Linked DNA regions of Hordeum vulgare: region 2 is linked to region 1. The links are chromatin contacts, called in public Hi-C maps. All regions are on one chromosome and are shown on one strand. The core of a region is the stretch at or near the end of the contact, and the rest is flanking DNA. Distances in the headings are between cores, read along the strand shown.

The links. A called contact is a pair of places that touch in the nucleus more often than the background predicts.
Region 2: a Hi-C map of leaf shows a contact between it and region 1, with 3 times the contacts expected there. The contact joins the promoter of LOC123403505 here to the enhancer-like site in region 1. A contact is called at or near these places in 1 of 6 Hi-C or Micro-C datasets (leaf) and 1 of 1 datasets of contacts at active chromatin or transcription factors (embryo).

What each region holds. Positions count from the first base shown.
Region 1 is chr6H:406,632,512-406,637,450 of MorexV3_pseudomolecules_assembly, reverse strand. No RefSeq gene overlaps it. Among protein-coding and RNA genes, the nearest start is that of LOC123404307, 340 kb to the left of the region's middle. Within about 2 kb of position 1,605, at least 3 of the 3 cell types and tissues checked have open chromatin away from gene starts, as enhancers often do. A contact at or near this core is called in leaf, where this site is marked.
Region 2 is chr6H:407,160,502-407,165,414 of MorexV3_pseudomolecules_assembly, reverse strand. It overlaps LOC123403505 (probable RNA-binding protein EIF1AD), which reads left to right and starts at 2,381. Exons shown (of 4, transcript XM_045097436.1): 1 at 2,381-2,762; 2 at 2,855-2,930; 3 at 3,037-3,163; 4 at 4,814-4,913. The coding sequence starts at 2,646.

The DNA.
Region 1 (4,939 bases), core at 356-2,855:
TTAGAAAGAGTGTTGTATGTTTTTCATTGCAACACACGGGCTCTTTTGCTAGTATATAAAATAAAAAGCAAAAAATAAGAACCTAAGGGCAACTCCAACCGCACGACCCAAACGAGCGCGTGCTTTGTTCGCCTTTTGTCCGTTTGGGTCGGCATGTCCGCCCTCTTTTAGAAATGGGTCGGTCGTGCGCCCGACGCGCCGACCTATTTTTCGTCCGCACGGTCGTCCAACATCCATTTTCCTTCGGATTTGAACGTTATTTTTATTTCAGCAAATGCATTTTAATACATTTTACCAATTCTTTGCTACGAATATAATACCAAAGAATAAAAGAACTACAATTAAACATCTTAAAAGATGTCCAACTTCCTTAACTGCTGCTACTAGTTGGACTAAGATCTTCTCTATATTTTCGTTGTTGATCTGTGGATTCTTGAGCACACCGTCTTTCTTCTTCGATGTTAAAGAATTAGACGTTGGTTCTCCTTTGGTGTCTTTTTTAGTCTCATCTATACCTATAAAAGTGCATGGACATCTAGCAAATTTCGTGATATCAATAGATTGATGTACTCGTCTTCCCAATATCAAAAATTACATCCATCCTACACACAATATTAAGCAAATAATAAGCTACCGAAATTGCATCGAGCGAAGAGCAAAAGCTCGAACGAAAATCGTACCCCATCATTTTTGCACTTCACGAACCCCCAACCGGGATGTTCCGACGTCCAAAAAACGCGTCGGATGACCTGCAGCAAGCAGTCGTCACACTGTACGAACGACAAAGGTGAGCTGGCAAGCTTTTGGGTCAACGCCCAGCCAGGGTGGCGAGCGGTCATGGCCTTACCGGCGAACCTACGACGGGTCAGACGCGAGCGGCTAGAGGCGGATTGAGCGCCTGCATGTCGCACCGAGGGATTGCCCGGACCTGATGGACCGACACCCGGCCAGTCCACGGCAAGCGCAGTCCACCGACGGTCAGATTCGCCAAATCCCGCCGACAGGATGCGCAAAATTTTGCCAAACCCTATCACCGCCGTAGATCCATCAATAGGTCTGCAAGACCGGGATGAAAGAGGAACCCCGCTGGTGGATTTGCTGTTGTAGAGCTAGGGTGACCGGGGGAAAATGGGGTTGCCGGCCTAGGGTTTGTGTGCTTGCGGACGATGGGTGTGTGTATGGGAAGGGGGGATGAAGGATCCCACGGATGAGGCGCGTGTCTACTTCGTGTTCACGGCGACACAAATGATGTCAAAATTTACATCCAGGATGGATCGTAAGAGGATGAAAAATAAACATGCGTTTGTTTGAATCGATGGATCGCGAGAGATGAAAAATAAACACGCGTTTGTTTGAATCGATGCGTGTGTCATTTTTTTATTCACTGCAATTTAAACCGATGTCTGTGAACGAAATGGATGGATGTAGTTGCTCCAGGAGTGGGATGCCCAAAGATTTCGCCTTTGCTGCCTCTCCTGCGTCGATAAGAGTGAGACTGAACTTGCCGGCTGCTAGACGTCGCGTCTGTCCATTTTCTGCTGTCCCGTCGCGGTATCCGGTGGACCCCTCCACGAGGAACGGCCGAGATCTCCCTATCGCGTCTCCGAATCACCACCTCTGCGCCAAATCTATATAAATCGAGTTCCTCGTGCTCAATCCGCAGTACGTTGTGAGTAGTGAGTTGTGACTGACGAAAAGCTTGGCGGCACTTTGCTTTCCGAGGGAATCTAGCCGAATTCGTCCCAAAAGTAATCGATCCCCAAGAGGTTTTGCCGTGTCCGCTTTACTTTCTGTACTCTCTGGAGTTCTCTCGGGCGCACGCACGCACGTGTTCCATAGGGATGATGCATACATGATTGTGCAGAAATGTTAGGCAAATCAGAGATATCCGGTCGATGAGACGAGACGAGGACCCCCATAGCTGACATATTCGTGCTCCGGGGACGATGCGCACCACGTAGTACCGACCCAGCCGGCTCAACCACCACGTGCAGTCTATGGTCTTGAGATGGTTAGCATAAATCGAAGCGAAATAGACGAGCTCGAGCACAGTTCACGCTCTGCTTCCATGGATTAAAAAGATGGGGTCGCAGCACTTATCACGTGTTAAACTTTGTCTGGTGCCGATAAGCTGTACATCAACAGCTGTGTGGTGGCGGTGGCAGAGGTCGTGGACGTCTACGGCGCTATCATGCACGCTTGACGAACCGACCGCGAATATGGACCAGGAAAGGCAAAATCACGTCACGTCCACGGACCACCGGATGGCGGGAGATAAAGCCGTGATAGGACCCAGCGGCTCCAGGGACGGGCAACGACGATTGGATCTGCAAAGATAACCAATAAATAGAGCAAAACTAGCTTTTAGGTATCTGCAATGTCGATCCTTAAAGAGCATTTAGGGATCAGACTACTGATCCCTGCTTTTCATCAGACCGGTAGATGACCGTAGGATGAGATGTATCATGTTCGTCAGATCTGATGTGGTACAACCTTCATGCGTGATATGTTTGGTTGCTTCATTAAAGGGTGCGCCATGTTAGGTATGAGATTTTCCACTAATTACGTTTAATCAGTTTTAACGAGTACTAATTGTGATTTGTTTTCAACAAACAAATTTCTAAAAATATATTTATTTTCGCAGATGCATTTATTTGGAGTGTATCAAGTGTGACTTTATTTTGTTTCGAACGCAATAAAATTTGCTTTGACTAAATACACAATTTTCTTGTGTTGCAATCTAATGAAAAATTACGTCCAATAACCTTGCTTTCATGTAACAAAAAAATGCATTTGAGAATTATTTTCTTCATATGGAAAAAATTGATTCTCATAAACTTTCATTATGTTTCCATCTCAAGAATACTTTGCTTCCATTCACTAGAAAAGTGTTTCCATTACAAAAACTGATTTGATTATAACGAAACATAAATTAGTTTTTGTACACTTCATCCGTTCATACAACATATTTCAAATGCCCCACAAATTCTTGCTTCCTAAGTCACCGGTAGTACAATGTCTCTTAAATTCATATCGTATGTTTCCTCTTCCCTTCATATAGGAGACCGTCATCTTCATTGTAAGGTGAGTAGACCCTGTTGTCGCCATGCTTCTTAGGCATGCATGCAACAGGCGACTCCATATAGACCTGTATCATTTGCACATCTTGGCCCTGAAGGGGTAGCACACAATTAATTGAAGCATACATTGGTTAAGCAGGATGCGTACATGTCAAATGTAGGACCCAACAATTGGTATTGCATGTAAGTTATAATACTAATGAAGTAGAGAATGTGTACATTACGTCGCTGAAGACAGATGGGAAAAATAAACCAAAACAAATTGAATGCTAGAACTATGGAAGGAAAAAAACCAAGAGGAGAGGTATATATGTAGTGTACATTATAATAGATGAGCATGGCATGACAAGAATAAAATTAATAAAATAATACATGAGTAGCATGGAAGCAATGCGCATAAACAAAGAGAGCATATATGGGAAACAAAGAAATCATGAGTGTCACTATGTGCAGCCGAATATCTGTACAGAAAAAGCATAAGTGACCAGCAGACAAAGCATGATTATCATCGTGTGAAACAGAACATATATTAAACAGAAGAATATATGATAGATAAAGGAAGCATATCTAATTAGGAAAAAATTATAATGCCATCACAAATGGATGTAGCACACAATTGATACATACACTGTTAACACACTAATTTGGATATGCAAAATTACTAGCTTGCCCAGCATAGATATTACAAGGCATCAATTTCTTGCTATCTCAGTTAATGTAGCTAATACCTATTGGAAGCATATAATTTTGAAACTGAAAAGAGAAAATTATAGATGCATGGTGCCAACATGTGTGTGCATCAATTATTTGCGGTGTAAAAATTATTTTCAGCAATTGATGCAAAAAAAAGAAAAAACTGGACCGGAGAAGCACATGCATGATGCTCATCATGGATGGTTCTACTGATGCAAATAAACTGGACTGAAAAAGCACAAGTACCATGCTTATAAAGCATGGATATTGGGACATCAATTTTAAGCTATCAAAACACAACTAGTATGATTCAGAACAATGGAATTCTAGACAGACAAGATATAAGATGAATGGCATCCTATGTCAATTGCTGAAGCGGAAGGACGATGGCAGCAGCGTTCTGCAATTCTGCCGCTGCTGATACTAATAAATGGTTGCAGATGAACCTAACTGTCACCCCCACCCTGCTGGCGCCAGTGCCACGGCCAGAGGCATGAACGGTCTGGCGTGTTGGAACAACGGAGGCAGTGGTTGCCTAATGCTGGGATGGTGCACATACGAGGTGGAATCAGGGAAAATAAGGATTGTTGGTGGGTAGCGGTCCAATCTGGGCGTCGCTGGCCAGATGTGTCAGAAGCAGGGCAAGGCACGGCATCGAAGCAGATCGACGGCGAGGTGGATCGGGAGTAGGGGAGAAACGGGATCGAATCAGGGCGGTGCAGGGAGAGTTCAGCGGCGGGGGCGAAGCAGGAGAGATGAACTGACAGTTAATTGAGGATAGAGGAGATTATGGAGAGCGGTGCGTGATAATCGGGAGAATTTTTTTGTCACTAAAGCATTACAAGCCTCTGTACTACTACGCATTACAAGCCTCTGTACTACTACGCCACCAAGCTGCTCGGAACCGCCGCCCGAAATGTGCCTTACATTGTCGACATAAACACGGTACCGCTCTTCTTCGACTGTTTTTTTGCCGCAGCTCTTCCAGAATCGGGCGGCGGGTTGAGAAGCAGATGGGTGACCGCACGCTATTTTCTACAATTCCTATAGCGAGAGATCCGATGTACGACGAATCGAACAATGAGATGTTTGACATCATCCACGACAAAGGCGGAAGAGGATGATACGACTATGAGGACAAGCAGGTGGAAGACTCGGATCCCATT
Region 2 (4,913 bases), core at 1,132-3,631, 530 kb before region 1:
CCGTGATGCCATATCCAAAGCCTCCATGCACCCCTTCAAAACCTGTGTTAGATATGCCCATGTGGCCACTGACATCACCTCGTATGAAGAGCCTCTCGCTAATCGATACACTCCTAACCACATCATCCATGCCTTCCCAGAACTCCCTCTTGATGTTCTTATTGTGGCCTACTTACGGGGCACACACACTGATAATGTTGAAAACTAAGTCCCCAACTACTAGTTTGACCAGGATAATCCGGTCCTCACGTCTCTTGACATCTACCACTCCATACTTGAGGCTCTTGTTGATCAAAATGCCTACTCTATTTTTGTTTGTTGCCGTTCCCGTGTACCACAACTTAAAGTCGGGACCCTTCACCTTCTTCATCTTCTGACCTCTCCATTTGGTCTCTTGGACGCAAAAGATATCAACACCTCTCCTCACTGTTATATCAACTACCTCTCGGAGCTTACCTGACACAGACTCTATGTTCTAGCTACCTAAACAGACACTTTAAGGCTCGGTTAGCTTCTTTACCCTTCGCACTCGTCGAGTAAAATAAACAAAAGAAAAATGAAAAAAGGACCAGAACCTTTTAGATGGTCCTCAAACGGAAAAAAATTAGCTAAGAACTTTTCAAAACCGAAAAATTAAAATGACAACAACAAATGAGACTCTTAGTTGCTCGCTCTCGTCGCTCGATTTGTGCAAATTGGCGATGGGTGTTTGCTAATTCACAAAGCTATCGGCACTAGCCTCATCGCCTCCGCTCATTCTACGCCTAGGGGCGGGCATGAAAACGATCATGAAATAAATCAAATTCTTTGTTAATTAATAGAAGGGGCTGACTAGGCAGCGACGCCGCACCATGGTGTTCCGATGCAGCGGCTGTTATAGGCCTGCACATGCATGGTAAAAAAATACAGACTGCATGTATGTACGTGCTTTGAGTAATATTTTCCACTAGTACTAGCTAAGTACTGATATGCTGCCACAGATTCTTTCTCTCATCACCATGCATGCTTGGAATGACATCATCAAGTTTTTTTTAATGTTTGAAATTCAAAAAGTTTTATCTTCAAAACCGTTACTTCGATTGATGATCTGTTTTCATCATTGACTTTGTCGTAGCGAGATCTTCGAAACTAGATCCCATGTTGATATGTTTCGACATTTTTTTTCGGTTCGTACTTGCCATATTTTTTCAATTCACTTGCCATATTATCAACCACGTACTTGTCTGACAAAAAAAGCTTAATTGCCACTTTATTTTATGTTGTTCCTGTACTAAGTTTGTTGGTGCTTATAATTCTAGTTGCCATAATGTTTTGATGTGCTTGTCATTTTTAATTCTGCCTAGTTGTCATGTTGTCTCATAAAACTTGTGAGTGGTTATATAATCTAGTTGCCCCAAATATTTTGTCGTGCTTGTCATTTTTATTCTACCTAGTTGTCATGTTGTCTCATAAAACTTGTCAGTGGTTATATAATCCAGTTGCCCCAAATTTTTTGTCGTGCTTGTCATTTTTATTCTACCTGGTTGTCATATTGTCTCACAATGCTTGTCAGTTATTATAAAAATTAATTGTCGTGGTGTTTTGTTGTACATACGAGTCTTAATTCTACCTAGTTATCATGTTGTCTCATGAAAAGCTTGCCGATTGTTCTAAAACGTAGTTGTTATGGTGTTTTGTTGTATTTGTCAATTTAATTCTACTAAGTTGTTTCATATAAGCTTGTCACTTGTTGTAAAATTTAATTGTCACATTATTTTATAGCCCTTGCCATTTAAATTCTACTCAGCAACCGGTTATTTTGTGTACTGTAGGAGATTGAAAATAAAAAAATATATTTTAAAACAAATGAGTACTACTAGTAGAGTAGCACGGCAACAGCTGCCTCTCTACGTCACTGCTCCCTCCTGACACCACCAATTCTATCCAGCAGTTTTGGTTTTAAAGATACATAGTACTACAACACTTTGTATAGCAAATGCTAGATGAAAAAAAAGCATTGTATCAGACTGCCAGCTACAGTCCCTATGTGAGAAAAGCACCTCACTGCATACCGTAGAAAAATGCAACAACAACTTACGTTCACGCATGCGCGCATTGTCTATGAAAGGAATCTCGTCCGAGCCGCCGCACGGGAGGGCGGCTGTGCATCCTACGCTACTTAGATTTTTCCTTAATAGAATTAGCATTTTGTTAATTCGGTTTGAAAGCCCGGTGAACCGAAAAACCGAAGTAGTCTTTTTTTAGAAGAAAAAACCGAAGTAGTCGTGTCATAAATAATGTTTAGGCCATTGATTTGCTAAAGGCCCATGATTCGATGGCCCACATGCTGGGCTGGGCTGGGCGTGTTATGTGCTGACGTGCTGCAGTCCTACCCTAGTTCCCGAGCACACCCGAGCGGACCAGAACCGCCGCCGCCGCCGTCACCACAAGAGAGACCGTCACCGGCACGCGCCCTTGCTCGCCGTTCCTAGCTGCCACCGCACGACCTTGCTCGCCGTCGCCGCCACCCGCCCTGGTCGGCAGCGCCGCCGCTACACCTCCTTCCCTCCGGGCTCCTGCCCGCAGCCAGCACCGCTGTGTTGAGTCCAGCACCTTGAAGAATTTCTACCGTCCGTTCAGGATCGCCCGTCTGCTGCGGAGCGGGCATGAAGGCCGGGAGGAAGAACCTGCGTCGCGCGTGCCAGGAGGGCACCGCCGTCACGCTCGCCGAGGGCGAGAGCATCATGCAGGTCGTCACGCTGCGCGGCTCCAACCTCATCGAGGTACGCGCTAGCTTCTCCCACCTCTCTTAAAATTGTTCCGTGCCGCCGCCGATTCCTCATTCCTGCTGCCGCCGTGCTGGTGCTGGTGCTAGGTCACGGACGGCGAGGGCGTCAAGTCTCTAGCCCTCTTCCCCGCCAAGTTCCAGAAGAGCTTCTGGATCAAGAACGGTGAGTAATTTAGTGATGGCATGGCTTCGGATGTCGTTGGTTAGTTTATAAAGCTCAACCAGCTTTTGGCACTAACACCTGATGATGGTCTACTCTGAATGTGCAGGGAATTTCGTGGTTGTGGATGCTAGTGGGAGGGATGAGGCTCTCGAATCTGGAAGCAAGATAGCCTGTGTCGTGTCGCGAGTCCTCTTTCACGACCAGGTTCGCGCTCTTGAGAAATCTGGCGAATGGTGAGTTGCTGAATTCTCTGCTGCTCCCTGATTATTTATTGCCAACTACTTGACAAAGTAAACATTACTCCTTGGAGATGTATGCCAATGCAAGTATGCAAATTGTAGGATAAGTTTGTACTGGAGACCAATGATCACTTGACCAGTAGGCCCAGGCCCTGCAGCTGCTTCCTTTTCACACGTTACAGCTACTGCCCCTTTCTGATTTGCTACATGCAGTCTCTATGTTCGTTGCTTTCATTCATCTGCTTTTCTAGTATAGTATGCAAGATTGCCAGTTCGCCACAAGTCATATGTATGTCTGTTTGACATAATTGCTCTGCAACTTTGGGCTAAAATTAACTTGCCTTGAGTCATGACATCAGCCACCACTGCAGTTGTTTGTGTGAAACAGACCGAATGATTTGCTTGATCTAGTAAAATTTAGCAGCAGTACTTCATACAAATACTATATTGAATAATTAGCACTTGTTTCTCCCTAAAAATAATAATTAGCACTGGCTGCGATGGTTTTGTGTTTCACATCCATTCTGACGAGTGACGAGTGTCCCAATATGTACAATAGTCTTGAGTATTGCACCACTTCTAAGCAACTGAAGACTTCCTTTTGTTGCAACAGAAGGTGTAACAATACACCCTCCTAGCAATATATCTTAATTTCTTGTGTTTATGATACATGTTATCCAAGTGGCAGTAAGCTTGTTGTGTGTTGTATACCCAAGATGTACAATAACTTTCAGTATTGCACCAGCCCCAATTCTAGGCAACTGAAGACTTCCTTTTGTTGCAATAGAATTAGTAAGAATACACCCTCCTGGCAATATGTCTAAATTTCTTGTGTTTATGATAGCTGTTATTCGTACTGTGGTTGCTTGTAATCTGATATATGAGCTACTTCCCAGTTTGTGGTAGTTGGTCTGGCTGTTTTAATAATACTACCTCTGTCCCATATTAATTGACGCTCAAATGTATGTATCTAGACGTATTTCAGTGCTAGATATATCAGTTTGAGCTAGGGAGTACTCCCTCCGTTCCTAAATGTAAGTCTTTCTAGAAATTTCACTAGTGGACTACATACGGATGTATATAGACATACTTTAGAGTATAGATTCAATCATTTTGCTTCGTATGTAGACCCTTAATGAAATCGCTTAAAAGACTTATATTTAGGAACGGAGGGAGTATAATGTATGCATATGATGGCTTGGAAACACCATAATTTGTCTAACTTTCCAATTTTCTCAAAGAATGGATCAAATTCACTTTCCATGTGATATGCTGGTAGGTGGTAGCCAGTGCTTCATTTCAACAGCCTAAATGATTTTTTTTAGGGCAAACAGCCTAAATGGTTTGATTCTGGTTTTGCCTGCTCTGAATCTCCGATGAACATGAAAATGATACCAAGCACTGCTACTATATGCAAATGTTGATGTGATATAAATTGATGGCGAAATGCTGATACTCCCTCCGATCCATATTGATTTAGTACCTACTCCCTCCGTAAAGAAATATAAGAGCGTTTTGATCGCTACTTTAGTGATCTAAACGCTCTTATGTTTCTTTACGGAGGGGGTACTTGATAAAACCAGGATTGTTAGCTTGTCGTCCTCTCGATTGGGTGTCCTGATTCACTCACCTTTCTTATGCCAGGCCGGCTATCTTCAAGTCAACTCCCAATGGGTGGGCGACTGGGCCAGAAGGAACGACATCGCAAGTTGAGGAAGAGCAGAACTCTGATGAAGATGAAGAT